Regions from separate parts of the Mus musculus genome. Here regions 2 and 3 are each linked to region 1. Evidence: chromatin contacts called from public promoter capture Hi-C data. All regions are on one chromosome and are shown on one strand. Each heading gives the region's core, a stretch centred on a gene start, on an enhancer-like site or on the middle of the called end of the contact. The rest is flanking DNA. Distances are from core to core; before and after follow the strand shown. Region 1 holds the start of Troap (trophinin associated protein). Region 2 holds the start of Rnd1 (Rho family GTPase 1). Region 3 holds the start of Ddn (dendrin).

Evidence for each region. Promoter capture Hi-C pulls out the DNA fragments that hold promoters and counts their contacts.
Region 2: a promoter capture Hi-C map of neural stem cells shows a contact between it and region 1. The contact joins the promoter of Rnd1 here to the promoter of Troap in region 1. A contact is called at or near these places in 3 of 39 promoter capture datasets (cranial neural crest, maxillary cranial neural crest and neural stem cells), 1 of 484 Hi-C or Micro-C datasets (B cells) and 1 of 115 datasets of contacts at active chromatin or transcription factors (pancreatic cancer cells).
Region 3: a promoter capture Hi-C map of pre-B cells shows a contact between it and region 1, with 3 times the contacts expected there. The contact joins the promoter of Ddn here to the promoter of Troap in region 1. A contact is called at or near these places in 8 of 39 promoter capture datasets (embryonic stem cells, liver, pre-B cells and 1 more), 2 of 484 Hi-C or Micro-C datasets (both in embryonic stem cells), 1 of 115 datasets of contacts at active chromatin or transcription factors (embryonic stem cells) and 1 of 9 other capture datasets (liver).

Annotation. Positions count from the first base shown.
Region 1 is chr15:99,072,728-99,077,643 of GRCm38.p6, reverse strand. Troap (trophinin associated protein) reads right to left here and starts at 2,671. Exons shown (of 14, transcript NM_030159.1): 1 at 2,552-2,671; 2 at 2,146-2,294; 3 at 1,847-2,036; 4 at 199-356; 5 at 1-115. The coding sequence starts at 2,289. It overlaps Gm34284 (predicted gene, 34284), which reads left to right and starts at 2,975. Exons shown (of 3, transcript NR_155351.1): 1 at 2,975-3,088.
Region 2 is chr15:98,675,124-98,680,039 of GRCm38.p6, reverse strand. It overlaps Rnd1 (Rho family GTPase 1), which reads left to right and starts at 2,579. Exons shown (of 5, transcript NM_172612.3): 1 at 2,579-2,810; 2 at 3,466-3,553. The coding sequence starts at 2,691.
Region 3 is chr15:98,805,783-98,810,698 of GRCm38.p6, reverse strand. Ddn (dendrin) reads left to right here and starts at 2,774. Exons shown (of 2, transcript NM_001013741.1): 1 at 2,774-3,094; 2 at 3,499-4,916. The coding sequence starts at 2,886. B130046B21Rik (a long non-coding RNA gene) reads right to left here and starts at 4,384. Exons shown (of 3, transcript XR_003951472.1): 1 at 3,475-4,384; 2 at 2,377-2,463; 3 at 319-1,830.

The sequences.
Region 1 (4,916 bases), core at 1,422-3,921:
ACAAAGTGTGGTCCCGGAGTCCCGGGCCCTCCAGTCTTGAGAAGCAGGAAGCCCTGGCAGGACCCACTTGATGGGTGGGGATTCTGGGAGCCAGGTATGCAGAAGACCTTGCACTCTGGACCACCAATAAAAGCTGTCAGCAAGACTCAAAAATCACCCTTAGTCCACCCCAGCCTGGTCTCACCTCCTTCTCATTACCTGGCCCCTCTGGGTGGTGCCTCCCTTTCTCTCACGGACTAGCACTCTCTGAGCCAGACTGGACCGGTACCCCTGGGGACAGCTCTTCACTCCCTCACCTGACAAGATGGTGGCCAGGGCTGCAGGGTCAGCCACAAACTCTATAGCCCCTATGGCCTCTGCAAGGGAAGAGACAGGATGAGGGGAGGCCGAGGGACAGGTGCTGCTCATACCCAGTAACAGTGAGCGAAAGAAACATTATCCAAGCCAGGCTATGCGGTGCACGCCTGTAAAACCAGAATGTAGGATACTGAGGCAGGAGAACCAGGTGTTCAAGGCCAGCCACCAGCTCATAGAGAGCTCAGAGCCTGGACTACATAAGGTCTTAAGAGACGGGAGGAGATCATTCGGTTGAACCTAAGCTCACCAAAGTTTGAAGAATTTCATGTAAGCTATTGCTCTAAACAGTGGGGTATAACATAAAACAACGGTTTTGCCATACAGGACCCATCACCGGGGGCTGGAGAGATGCCATGGGGATTAAGAGCAGTCACACGGTTACTGTTCTTGCACAGGACTGACTGGTGTTCAGTTCTTAGCATCTACGTCAGGTGGCCGGCCTGGAACTCCAGCTCTAAGACAATCCAGTGCCTCCGGCCCCCACAGGCACCTGCTCACACATACACATCATTAAAACCAATCTCTTTTTAGAGGCTAGAGAGATGGCTCAGTTGCTAAGAGCCACTGGCTGTTCTTCTGGGAGACCTGGGTTCTACTTCCAGCACCCACATGGCAGCTCACGGCCAGCTATAACTTTAGCTCTAGGGATTCCAATGTCCTCTTCTGAACTCCATGGGTACTGCACTCACATGGACTCACATAAAATAAAAAATAGATCTTTAAGCCGGGCGTGGTGGCGCATGCCTTTAATCCCAGAACTTGGGAGGCAGAGGCAGGCGGATTTCTGAGTTCGAGGCCAGCCTGGTCTACAAAGTGAGTTCCAGGACAGCAAGGGCTACACAGAGAAACCCTGTCTCAAAAAAAAAAAAATAGATCTTTAAAATATATATTTATGGGCTGGTGAGATGGCTCAGTGGTTAAGAGCACCCGACTGCTCTTCCGAAGGTCCGGAGTTCAAATCCCAGCAACCACATGGTAGCTCACAACCATCTGGAACAAGATCTGACTCCCTCTTCTGGAGTGTCTGAAGACAGCTACAGTGTACTTACATATAATAAATAAATAAATCTTTAATATATATATATATTTATTGTTGAAAAGGAAGAATTAAAGCTGAAGTATGGACAGATTATAAAGACTCAGCATAACAATGAGCAAATGACTGTGACTGTCTTGCCCAGGGTTGCTAAAAAGGCCCAGAAGATGTCTTTTTTTTTTTAGATACAATATAATTGTTTAGGCCTGGAGTTCAATAGGTAAAAGGTGTCCAATTCACAGAGACCACTTGCCTCTGCCTCCTAAAGTGCTGGGATTAGAGGCATGAACCACCATGCCAGGCAAAAGATGGCATTTTGCTGAAAGTGATGGTTTCTCAGAGCAAAGAGGTTTCTGGACAAAACCCAGGTCTCTTGCAGTATGCAAGACCTCCACTTTGGGTCTCCCATTCTCACTCAGCCAAGTAGGCTGCCCCCAGGTCTGGAACAGGTACCTGTCTGGGGATGGGTCACAAGCCCCACATTTGATCCCCCAGAGCTAGGCTTGAGTTCCTCCAGAGGGTTCCGCAGGGTCTTCAAGCTTGGTGATTTTTCAGTCTGGTGCAAGGTTTTCGATCTGAGGCCTGCCGTGTCAGTGAGTGGACGTTGACGTTGAGTACTGCGCGGTGGTTTCTGTGCTGGTGTCTAGGGGGAAGGGGGAAAAAGCTGGGATTCAGTGCGGGGGTGGGGTGGGGATGGGGGGTGGGGGTGCATTGCTGACTCGAGGTGCCTCCTTGTGTCCAGCCCCTCCTACCCTCGGATCTTGGTTCTCCTGGTCCAGAGAGCGCGACTTGACTGAGGAAAAATCTTGGCATCTTTGGGAGAGTACTGGAATCTTGCTAGGGTTGGGAGATACACCTCGGAGATGGGGATCCTTATTGGTTTGGAGGGTAGTCATGGCGGCTATAATGGAGATGAGAGAAGAAGGTAGACAGGACTGAGGACCAAAGCAAATCACTTCTCAAAGCATGGGTGCTGATATCCCTGATTCTTTCCCCTTGGTCCCAATCCATGTGCCTAGAAGCCCGCACCGGCAGCAAGGCCGCTCTCCTGGCAACTCTTCCAGAAACCCTAAGTCTGCTATCTCGCCCCGGAGCTCCAAACTGCTCTCCTCCCTAGGAACCTCGGCAGGACTCCCCTCTAAGATCCTCGTGCCGCACCATTCCAGGAGGCCCTCCGGGTCACCTCTACTTCCTCGGGTTTTTCGCCGATTTCTTGGGTTTCTGCTTCTGCTTCTGCTTGCGGCTGCTGCTGCTTCCCCGGTTTGTAAAATACGCCAAGCTCCTGATTGGCTGGTACCCGGTGACTCGGAGGGTCGTGACGTCACACGGAGCCACCCAATCCGCAGGCTCCGAAGGCGGGGCCAGAGAAGGACTAGTCGCCGAAACGTTTTCTTGATGGGAGAACAACTGACCAGCTCTCTCGGCCAATCCGAGGACGGAGCGCGAGTGGCAGGATGGGGGCGGAAAGCCAGGGAGGATGCTGTTCTGAAGCCCGGGAAGGCCAGTCTGGACTGCAACGGGCATTACCGTACTCTCGCGAGAGCTGGAGCCAACCGAGGGCTGGCCCCTCATGAAGACCGCGGAATTGTGGGAAAGATTGGCCATCGAGACCACTGTTGACCACACTCTGAACGTAGTGCACGGCCGGGTTTTGGGAACCATGGGCACTTCTTGCAGGAGATAGGAGCCTAATGGGTGAGAGGGCTGGAGGTACCTGAACTGTTGGAGCCCAACGAGAACGAGGAGCCAAGAAATCCTGTGTCCACTCGGACCTCACACCCTGGTGGGATGTGGTCAGGCCCAGGGTGGCTGGAGCTCTGTTAATCAGAATTGAAGGGCTCCTCCTGGGTGGGGAGATCTCTGCATCTTCAGGTTTCCTTCCACCGGTCTGGATGAGAGGGCTCACCTGCTCCTTACTGGCAGGCAACTGTGAGGCTGCCAGATGATGGAGATGGGGGTGGGCAATGTCTCACCCCACCCCACCTGAGAGTGGCCTCAAACTCGCAGCTTCCTGCTTCAGGAAGCTCGGATTGCACACTCCCTGCATAGTTTAAAGGGTGCTGACCAGCAAGCCAGGAACATAGGCGTGCTTCCGGATCTCCCCTTCCATATGCCACTTCTTTTCACACCTACGGATTTTATACCTTTGAGCATCTATTCAGCTGTTTAGCCAGATGAAACAGAGCACACAGAGACAGTCAGCTTGGTTTTATTTTATTTTTTTAAAAGATTTATTTATTATTATTCATTAGTACACTGTAGCTGTCTTCAGATGCACCAGAAGAGGGCGTCAGATCTCATTACGGATGGTTGTGAGCCACCATGTGGTTGCTGGGATTTGAACTCAGGACGTTTGGAAGAGCAGTCAGTGCTCTTAACCGCTGAGCCATCTCGCCAGCCCTCAGCTTGGTTTTAAAAGCGATTGTCTTCCAAATAATTTCCTTGCCCAACCCCTTGAGTCGTTTTATTTTAAATATATATGCTTTTAGTTAAACAATTTATTTTTATTATATGTAAGTACACTGTAGCTGTCTTCAGACACTCCAGAAGAGGGAGTCAGATCTCATTAAGGATGGTTGTGAGCCACCATGTGGTTGCTGGGATTTGAACTCAGGACCTTCGGAAGAGCAGTCGGTGCTCTTAACCTCTGAGCCATCTCTGCAGTCCCCCAACATTTTTTTTAAAAAGATTTATTTATTTTAAGTATGTGAGTACACTGTCACTGTCTTCAGGCACACCAGAAGACGACATTGTATCCTGTTACAGGTGGTCCTGAGCCACGATGTGGTTGCTGGGAATTGAACTCAGGACCTCTGGAAGAGCAGCCACCATTCTTTTTTTTTTTTTTTTTTTTTCCGAGCCAGGGTTTCTCTGTGTAGCCCTGGCTGTCCTGGAACTCACTTTGTAGACCAGGCTAGCCTTGAACTCAGAAATTCGCCTGCCTCTGCCTCCCGAGTGCTGGGATTAAAGGTGTGGACCACCGCGCCCCGCTAGCAGCCACCATTTTTAACCACCCTCTCCCCAGCCCTGAAACATAAACCAGAGCTCATAAAAGCACAAAGTTGGAAACCATAATATACAAGCAAAAGACCAGTAAGACAAACAATGCCCAAACAAAGCCGTATGAGACAAGAAGTCTACCAAACACACCACTGAGTTAGTCTGATGTTGGCTATCTACCACTGGGCATGGGGCCCACCCCTAAGTGTGGTTAGCACATCCAGTGAGATTCCACTGGGGAAGACTAACTTCCTTTGCAAGCAGTTGTCAATTGGAGGTAGCTTCTTGGTTAGGGATGGAAGCTTGTGGCTTCTGTCCCCTGCCTCTCAGCCTGGGACCCAGTCTGGCTTGAGCCTGTGCAGGCCCCGTGTGTCCTGCCACAGTCTCTGTGAGCTCACATGTGCATCAGTCCTGCTGTGTCTGGAAGACTATGTTCTTTTAGAGCCATCCATCCCCTTTGGCTGTTAACATCTTTTCTGCCTTCTCTTCTGAATAGTTCCTTGAGCCCTCAGGGGAGTTCCCA
Region 2 (4,916 bases), core at 1,330-3,829, 400 kb after region 1:
GGTCTCCCACCACTGAGACCTAAGGGATCGAACTCAGAGCATCAGGATCGGTGGAAAGTACCTTTATTTAACTACTGAGCCATCTCTCCAACTCCTGGTCTGTTTGGTTTTTGAGACAGGCTGTCATGTAGCCCAGGATGGTCTCAAACTCATGAAGTAGTTGAAGATGGCCTTCCTGATCCTCCATCCTCACCTCCTGCGCTCTGGGGTTACAGACATAAGCCATTATACCCAGCTTACAGCAGCCCTAGGGATCGTGAGCCCAGTGCTCTGTGCCTGGATTCTTAGAGGCAAGTGTTGTGTTCTATCTACTAAACTCTGTGTGGGTGTGGGTGTGGGGGGTGGGGTGTGTGTGTGTGTGTGTGTGTGTGTGTGTGTATGTGTGTACTTCTCAAGTTCTGTGAGTAAAAGCATGCCTGTCTGGGTATAGCTTTGCTCTGTGAAGATATAATGAACATACTATAACAGTTTCCCAGTTTCGACTGTGTGATTCGGTGGATTTGTAATCACCCCCTGTCTCCCTTCAACCCTATCACCCTCAGCAGCTTCTAATCTGCCTTCTTATATTTTCATTTCTATTACAGCATATTCTCTCTCTCTCTCTCTCTCTCTCTCTCTCTCTCTCTCTCTCTCTCTCTCTCTCCCTGTGTGTGTGTGTGTGTGTAAGGCTGGGAGAGAAGAACATGGAGGGAATGCTGAACCCTTTCATGTTGTTCTTGGAGGAAACCTGATTCAGGGTTAAGAGAACACAAGGAACCCTATAGACACTTGTAGACCTGTGTTAGGTGAGCCAGAGGGTCGGGGTGGGCAGATCCCGAGGGCGGTCAAGCTGAGGGAAAGGACTCCATCCAGGTTGAGACAGACAAGTCTTCCAGCTGTTCTAGAACTCTTCCAAATCACACTTAGCTCAGGGAAGCCACCAGGACGGTGGGAAAGGACAAAGGGGAAGAATTCCAGAGATTGTCATTTATGTGAAGGCTGAGGTGTCGGGAAAGATGAGGTGAAGAAACTCCTGGAGAGCCTCGAGGAGGGAATAATCACTCAAGGAAACGCTGGATAGTCCACTGGTTCCCTCAGTGACTCCATTCCTGGAAGTAATGGGTGGATGGATGGAGGGGATCCCTGCCCAGCCTGTGAGCCTACAGAGAAGCTGGGAACCATAAGAGTAGACTAGAGGGAGACTGGCTGGACTACATTTCCCAGATAACGTCCATTCTCCGTTATAGTGGGCCTGGCTGTCTTACTAGATCTGTCCATAGGGCCTGTGAAGCCTTTGAAAGGTGCTTATTAATTTCAGGGAAAATGGTCTTGGGTGGGTGGCAATGACTGGCTTATGAGCAAAGCTTGGGGTTGTTCGAGAAGGGACCTCAAGACAACCGTGAGCCAGGGCTGGTGTTCTCTGTCTGAATTTCAGGCCTGAGGCCTGAGGCAAGAAGATGGGCTATATACGGCAAGTTCCAGTGTGATGTTCTCTAAAAAAAATAAAATAAAATAAAATAAAATGAAAGAAAGAAACCAAACCAACAGAACAGGGTAAGGGGAACCCTAGGTTGTTCTCAAGTTTGCCCTAAACTGCCCCTCCCCCAATTCTCTGGAGGCCTCACGGGACTTCCTTGGTGGCCAGTGGCTTATATGAGCTGTGTACTTCCATAGCTCTGTCTAGTAGAGGGGTCTGCAGAAGCCGTGGAGGCTTGCAGGCTAGGGCCAGTCGGCGGCAGTTTGTAGTTTATCTCAGTCTACAATGATTGGTTTTCAATTTCTAATCCCTGAGGCCCAGCCCTGGCATCCAGGCTGGACTCTCACTAGGTGACACTATCAGTGCGTCAGAATCCGTGGCTATCAGCCTGGAACTAGACCTGCCCTGGATTCATCTCGGACACTGAAGCCAGGCCACAGAACAAAACACCTTCACTCTTGCTTGCCAGGCCTGGCATGAGCTGGCTCCTGGCTGGCAGAAAGCAGCTTGTTTGGTCTTTCTCTCTCCTGTTCCTACTTGAAAGACGCCCTCCTTTGTTTTCTTTGCCTATCTCTGGGTCAAGTTATTTTTTGTTTGTCTTGTTTTGTTTTCTTGGTTTGTTTTGGGGAAGGCGATTCCTGAGGAAGGGAGTCGGGCTGTAAAAGAGGGGCAGCAGAGACTTCTATTAGGAGATCCCAGAAGTGGAACCAGTGTGAATAGGAACTATATAAAATTAAGGAGTCACCCTCTCCCCCGAGAGATGCCACCCACCTGTCCATAGTTTAGGCAGGTCCTGCTGTCTTCCTGGGACAGACAGCCTGATTCTATAGCTCTTTGTGGGTCTTGACACTAACTCATAGACACTCAGAGATCACTAAGTTTTACTTCCAGTCCCCTCCTGACCTCCTAACAGCAACACAAAAAGCGTGGGAATCCCCTTCCAAGAGGAAGCCACCGTGCAGCTTTAACAGAAAGGGAAGGGAGGAAGAGGGCGCTGACTCGGAGTCTCCTACTATTGGCTGCAGCAGGGGATCCCACCTTAGGGATTGGCCTGGACAGAGTCCGCCTCCTCTTGTGATTGGATCAGTCTGAGACTTATAGCGGAGCCTTACGAGCCTCCGCCTCAGTCGGAGGCAGGCAGGCAGGGAACCCGCGCTAGTGTGCTAGTGCGGACACTTGAGGCGCGACCTCCTCCTCCCTGAACCCGAGTCCACGTCCCTCCGAGGCTGCAGCCATGAAGGAGAGACGGGCACCGCAGCCAGTGGTGGTCAGGTGTAAGCTCGTCCTGGTGGGAGACGTGCAGTGTGGGAAGACGGCGATGTTACAGGTGCTAGCGAAAGACTGCTATCCCGAGGTGAGCTTCCCTGCCGTCCCGGGGTCGATCCCCCACCTGTCCGGGACAGCGCTCTCCACCACCCGCAGGCCGCCCCACCCTGCCTTGCCTTCTGGCTGGAGGACTGCCCTGTCTTGCTTCCCTAGAGACCTGACCCACTTCTGCCGCCCGGTCGGCTCCTCCTCACCTCTTTACCCATCATATCCCCTCCCACTTGCCTTCATCCCTGAGACCTGGAGGCTCCCGAGAGCTTGGGCTTCATTCTTGACGCAGTACCTGCCTGCCCCTCCTATAAGGCTCTGTGAGGGTGCCCTCCCCAACCCCCCCCCCCCCCCCCGCGCAGGCTTCTGCTGTTTTGCCTGTTCACCTGTGCCAAAGGACTAGAGGGCAGAAGACAGAGGTTAAAACTGGCTTGTGGCTCTGAAAAATGGGACACACATTTAGAGATGTGAGGAAAATGCGAATGTATGTGTCTCAGACTAGCTAGGATGTAGGGGGTTTGTCCCAGGCTGGGGAGCGAAGGCCAATACCTCTACAGTCCCCAATGGCTCCCCCTCCTCTGGCTTCTCGCCATCTGACACTTTGGTGTTTCTCGGCGCATGTGTAGCCAACGCTTGGTGTGGGGTTCTGAGGGCATGCTGCTGCCGGGGTGTGAGTGTTTCCTGTCTCCTCGCAGACCTATGTGCCTACCGTGTTTGAGAATTACACAGCCTGTTTGGAGACAGAGGAACAGAGAGTGGAGCTTAGTCTCTGGGACACCTCAGGTAAGAGTGTACCCCCAAATGCCCCATCCTACCACCATTGGCTAGCCGCAGTTGCTGCTTTTTTAAGGGGGGGGGGGCTGGGAATCCACCTTTGAAGATAGGTGCTTGCCAGGAAAGCGAAGGAAAGAATGTAAAAAATTCTTTGGTTGGGGCTTTGATGATTTTAGAGGATCCTGGAAGGCAGTGAACAAGCCTGGGTGCCACTTGGGTCTCTGGTCTAGTTCACCTCTGGATGGTGAGGTGAAGGGAGCCCTGAGAACTCCCCGGGAGTACCAGACGTCTCCTCTGTCTCTGTCTCTCTCCTCTCCCTTCCTCTCCCTCCTCTCTCCCTCTCTCTCTAGTTCTCCAGAGCAAAGTTAAATGAGGTAGGAGGGTGCTGCTGGAGGCAGCTGTGGCGGGGCAGAGAGCCACCCTCCCGCCCCGCCGGCTTTGGAGGGAATATCACTCTCCTGCATCTCAAGCCGAAGCTGTCTGCTTGCCGCAACTCAGAGGCTGCGGCTTAGAGACGATGATGAAGCGATGCATCATCGATGCTTTTTTTTGGGGGGGGGGCAGTAAATGTAGGGCATGTCCACACTGGGTTAGTGTCCAGTTGAGCACATGGGGGTCTAGTTCTTATCATTTCTCCCTGGGCTGGGGTGAGTTGGAGATGCCCTGTCTATCTTTTGGAAATGTAGAAAGCAATGCTTTCCCTACTCTCCGCTCCCAAGCCCTTTAGAGCTCAGCTTTGCTTCTGAGCCCTTCCCACTTTCTCTACCCCAGCCCCTCTTTTTAACCGTCTGTCTCAGACATCCTTAAAGAGTAAGTGCCAGCCATGTGAGAAAGAAAAGAAAAATCCATGCTTTGCCAAAAAGGATATTTTCTACGTGCTCAGCCCGAGTTTCTGGGGAAGCTGGAGAGCACCAAGGTTCTCCTGCATGTGTGGTAGATGTGCCACCCAGCTTCTGTGAAGGATCCTGTGCTGCTTCTCCAACTGTAAGGTCTGGGAAGACCGGGGATAAGGAATGGGAAAACAGAAAACGATAGATATTTCTTTCGCTCTCCCCACAACCAAAATTCCTCAGGCGGGTCCACGGTCCCCCGTTGCAGTTCCAGGAAAGGGGAGGCAGGGTTTCTGGTTATCCTGGACTGTGCTGTGCTGGCTGGATCGGACCAGAATGCAGCGTGGCTGCGTGATGTATGGGTTTTCTCCTGCTGTATCCTCCCACCTTCCAATCCTCCCTGAACCTTGCTGCGGCTCATCTCTCCTCATTACCACCCTCGATGCCCCCACCCCCACCCCCACAGTCCTTCACTCCCAACCCAGATAAAGGAAAACCAGCCAGGATGGTCTTTTTACCCTAGGTCACACCCCACCCCCTCA
Region 3 (4,916 bases), core at 1,525-4,024, 270 kb after region 1:
AAAAAAAAAAAGAAAAGAAAGCCAGGCAGTGGTGGCCCACACCTTTAACCCCACCACTCTGGAGGCAGACACAGGTGGATCTCAGGTGGAGTTCAAGGCTAGCCAGGACTACACAGAGAAACCCAGTCTTGGAAAAACCAAAAAAAAAAAAAAAAAAATTAAAACTAGCATTTAGGGCTGGAGAGATGGCTCAGCGGTTAAGAGCACTGACTGCTCTTCCAAAGGTCCTGAGTTCAATTCCCAGCAACCACATGGTGGCTCACACCTATCCGTAACGAGATCTGGCGCCCTCTTCTGGAGTGTCTGAAGACAGCTACAGTGTACTTACATATAATAATAATAATTAAAAAAAAAAAACAAAAACAAACTAGCATTTAAACTGAAACCGTCTGGTTCTGGTTTCATGTCTTCCTACCTTCACACCAGACTCCTGTCCTCTCTCATCTCTGCTGACTTGTTCCCACCTCACTTCCCACAGTTACGCTCCCTTACTTTCTCTATTTGGACCATAGTTAGCTAAGGCCCATGCAAATTTCCCTAACATGTCAGGTCTCTGGAAAGTGGCAAACGGAGGAGAATCTTTGGGCAGAGAGATGCTAATGTCATCGGCGTTTCTGAGTGGAGGTTGAGTTGTTTGGATAATGCTGGGCCGGTAGTCTTTTTGAACCCACAATTCCCTTGCCTTTCCTCTAAGGTAGAGGGTACATCATGGAGGAACAGCAGAGCTGGGGTCAACCCACCAGACCTATCATCTGTGCTGAGAGTGATACCCAACACCTGACGGACGGAGGACCTGCAGGCTCTGTTCCCTTCTACAGCAGCTTTGCCGATAGGGGTTAGCATCCAAGCCAGGAGCAGGTCCTGAGTAATTCCCTGGCTTTCCCTTCTCCTGCCAAGCCTTCAGAAGAACCTGGGCCACGCTAGTTTTCACAAAGCGGGCTTTCTGATGGAACACAGGGAACACATCAGGGCGCTTGTTAGAGGTCAGCTCTCAGTGCTTGGGCCCCCTCTCCATCCACATCTTTGCTCTCAGCACATTCCCAAGCTTGGGGGAGGGAGGCCTCCAAATGATTATAATTAGAGCATGTTTGTGTGTGTGGAGAGGGTGGAAAGGACAAATGTCTCCTTGTGTCACATTCCTTCATCAAGGAGGACTTGTCCAGGGAGGAGGCAAGACTTTAAAAGCTGTGGGATTCTGTTGGGCCCTGGCAGTGCCTGCAAGCCATCCTCAGGGCAGCCAGGAGGTAGGTGGAATCATGGCATGGGGTGGGGGTTGAGGAGTGGCAGGGGAGGGACAGCAGAACAGGTCAGGTTCTACTTTGCTGTTTCTCAATGAGTGTGACCTATAACAATTCTTTGGTCCCTGTCCCCTTAAAAAGAAGGCTCTGTATCCAAATGCTCCTTGTACTTCTATGAAAAACCAACTTTTGTCTCTCCCATTTACCCCACCAAGTCTCAGCTCCTGGGAAGCAGCTGAGGAAAATGGGGATAGACACACTTTGCAAGCCCACAGGCTTCTGTTCCTAAAGTCAGGAGCAGCAAATGGTCCCTTCTTCCTCAGGAGCCATTGCCACCCTCTCATCCCGCTCCCTACACTTCTCCCCTCCCCTGAGCTGCTGCTATGGTTGCCAGGCATGGTTGCTAAGTCTCTGCATGGAAGGTTGGCGTGGGCTGTGCTGCCACTAACATTACCATGGTGAATCAGGGGACACCTGGTACAGGCATAGGGGGAGGGATCCCGAGGATGCAAGCAGCAACCCCCCAGAATCGAGTGAGTCCAAAAGGTGAGCTGCACCACACCATGCCAGTCAAGTGAACTAGAGCCCCGACCTAGGAAAGAAAGGCCACTTTTATCTTTTCTGTTGCTAGGGGATTTGGCTGTGCCACAGGAGCACTCTAGTCCATCCCCCTCTGTTAGGGTACAAATGTATTTAAGCACTCTATCTGCACCCCACATAAGGCTTGGAAGAGCTGTGTGGGCACGGAACTGTGTAACCCTAGAATCCTGGCTTCTGGGTTAGGGGAGCTAGCCTGCTGCTCAGGGAAGGCTCTGTGGGTGCCCAAGGACACCCATATTTAGAGTAGGAGTCGTCCTGCTGTTTGGTGGCCAGGATAGATGGAGTTCCGCCTCAGCAGAGAAAGCTGAGGCATACAGGTGCACCTTTCTGAGGTCTTGGGGGAGCAGCTCTCCCCCAGAGTCGCACAAAAGCTTCCTGAAAGCGGCACCTCTTCTCTGTACTGCTTAGGAACTGGTTACTCATCTCAGCTGCACCCGAATGCCACCGACACTAAAAATAGCCCGCTCCCCCCAGCTGTGGGCCAGCCTCTCTTGCACCCCAACCCCATGGAAACCAGCAGCGAGTGGCAGGCAGAGACCTTGAGTTCTGTTCTCACCACTCCCTGTCGGAGAAAGGAGTCTGGGCGAGCAGGCAGGAATAGAGAGAGCACTGGTGGTCAGGCAACCTGACAAGCAGGAAAGCAAAGGGTTAAAACTTCGGGAAGGATGAAGAAATGGGGGCTGGAGGAGAGGGCACCGTAAGCTTGGCAAGAATCAGAAGTCTCTCCCCGCCCACTCGCAGGTCCCATTAGGCTTGGGGGACCTGAGCAGTGAGTGGGAAGGGGCGTCCAATCCCAGGCCCCAGGGGGCGGCCGTGCACATGGGGGAGGAAGCAGCGCGGAGCCGTCCACGGCGGCGTGTCACATGCGCGCGCGCTCGCGCGCTAGCACACACTCACACACGCACAGACAGGCACACACGTGTGCCCGGGTATATATAGTTGCCAGTCCCTGGGCCTGCCGCTCTGCAGTGGGCGCCGGCTCCCTGGGTTGGGAGGGGGCTCACGGGGCGGGTGGGAGGGTGGGGGGCCGGGGTGGGGTGGGGCAGGATGCTGGATGGCCCGTTATTCTCCGAGGGGCCCGACAGCCCCCGGGAGCTCCAGGATGAGGAGTCCGGCAGCTGCCTCTGGGTGCAGAAGTCCAAGCTGTTGGTGATTGAAGTGAAGACTATTTCCTGTCATTATAGTCGTCGCGCTCCTTCTCGACAGTCCATGGACATCCAGGCCAGCTACTGGGCCCGTGGGCCCCAGAGCCGCACGTGAGTGAAGGAGGGGTGAGGGGCAGCAAGTGGTGGGGCGGGAAGTGGGGTCCAGACCTCCCCGCTGGCACCAGCAATTGCTGCTGTTCCCTTCTCTTTCCCGCGCCTCCCTCCCCCCACTCGTCGAGGACTGGGGCCTGAATCATTGAGCGCTGTTTAGGGGGACAGGAGTACTAGTGGCAGGCGGTGAGATGGGGGCAGTCGCTGTTAAAGTGTGCATGGAGAGATGGCGAGGAGTCTCATTTCGACTTTAGCCCTAACATATACGCACGTGCACTCGCTCAGACACTCACACGAACCCTCCCACATGGCTGCCCCAAGTGGTCTCCAGTGCTCCCAGCTCCCCGGACCTCGGCTCTCTGTCCCCGCAAACTGCTCACCTGGGTTCCTGCTCATTGTCCCAGGTGTAGGCTGCGCCCGGGATCCCCTGAGCCGCCACCCCGCCGACCCTGGGCCTCCAGGGTGCTGCAGGAGGCAACCAACTGGCGGGCGGGCCCCCCCGCCGAGGTCCGAGCCCGGGAACAAGAGAAAAGAAAGGCGGCGTCGCAGGAGCGGGAGGCCAAGGAGACCGAGAGAAAAAGGCGCAAGGCTGGCGGGGCCCGACGGAGTCCCCTAGGTCAGCCCCGCCCAGAGCCCCGGAACGCCCTTCGGGCAGCCCAACCTACAGGGTTTCCAGTTTTCTCCAGACCAGAGCGCTTCGGGCAGGTGGGGCGAGCGCCCCGACCATCCGTGCTCCCGCAGGGTGACCCAGGGGTTGCATGGGCGGGGCCATGGGGAGGCAGAAGGCCAGGGCCCCCTAGCTACGAGGCTCACCTGCTGTTGAGAGGCTCTGCAGGCACAGCCCCAAGGCGCCGCTGGGACCGGCCGCCACCCTATGTGGCTCCACCTTCTTATGAAGGTCCCCACAGGACCCTGGGGACTAAGCGAGGCCCGGAGCTCTCCCGGGCGCCCACCTCATCAGCCCCAGTTCCAGCCACCACCAGGACAGAGGGAGGGCGCACGAAGAAGAGGCTGGATCCTCGAATCTACCGGGATGTTCTAGGAGCTTGGGGTCTCAGACAGGGACGGGGACTCTTAGGAGGTGCTCCAGGCTGTACAGCAGCCAGAGCTAGGCCAGAGTCTTGCAAAGGGGCTATAGAGAAAAGCTCAGGCCTAGTTGCTGCTGGCCTGAACAGTGCTGGCGATAGTCATTCCCAAGGCAAAACGACTGGCGGTCCAGGCACGGACGCAGCTCTCTCTAGGTCCGCGATCAGCAGCCCACCTCGTCCTGTTCCCAGGTCCAGGCAGCACCTCAGGGGGTCAAGGAAAGGGAAAGAAGGAAGTGAGCAGATATGGCTTCCCACGTGTTGGCTTGCCTCCCCTAAAAAGCCTCCAGTTAGGCACAGCCAGACGCTCCCTAGACCCTGGGCTCCTGGAGGCACCGGGTGGAAAGAGTCCCTGGGTCAAAGAGAGGGGGCAGAACATGAGACCCTGGAAGTTTGGAAGGTGACCCGCCGTGCCCACACCCTGCCCCGCATTTCCCGAGGTCCCGCTGGTAGAGAAGGCATCTTTGTCATTGACGCCACATGCGTGGTGATAAAGTCCCAGTACGTTCCGACCCCTCGAACCCAGCAGGGTCAGCTCGTGCCCTCTGGGGAGTCGTGCAGTGTGAGCGACAGCCTTAGTCAACCCAAGCCCTGTCACGAGGAGGAGGGCGAGGGGGCCGCTGCCAACCCTTCAGTTTGCCAAAAGCGACTGTTGAGCAGTCGAGTCTTAAACCAACCGAGCGAGGGTCGCGAGTGCGAGGCCGAGGTCGGACAGCAGGGGGATTCTTCATTGGAGG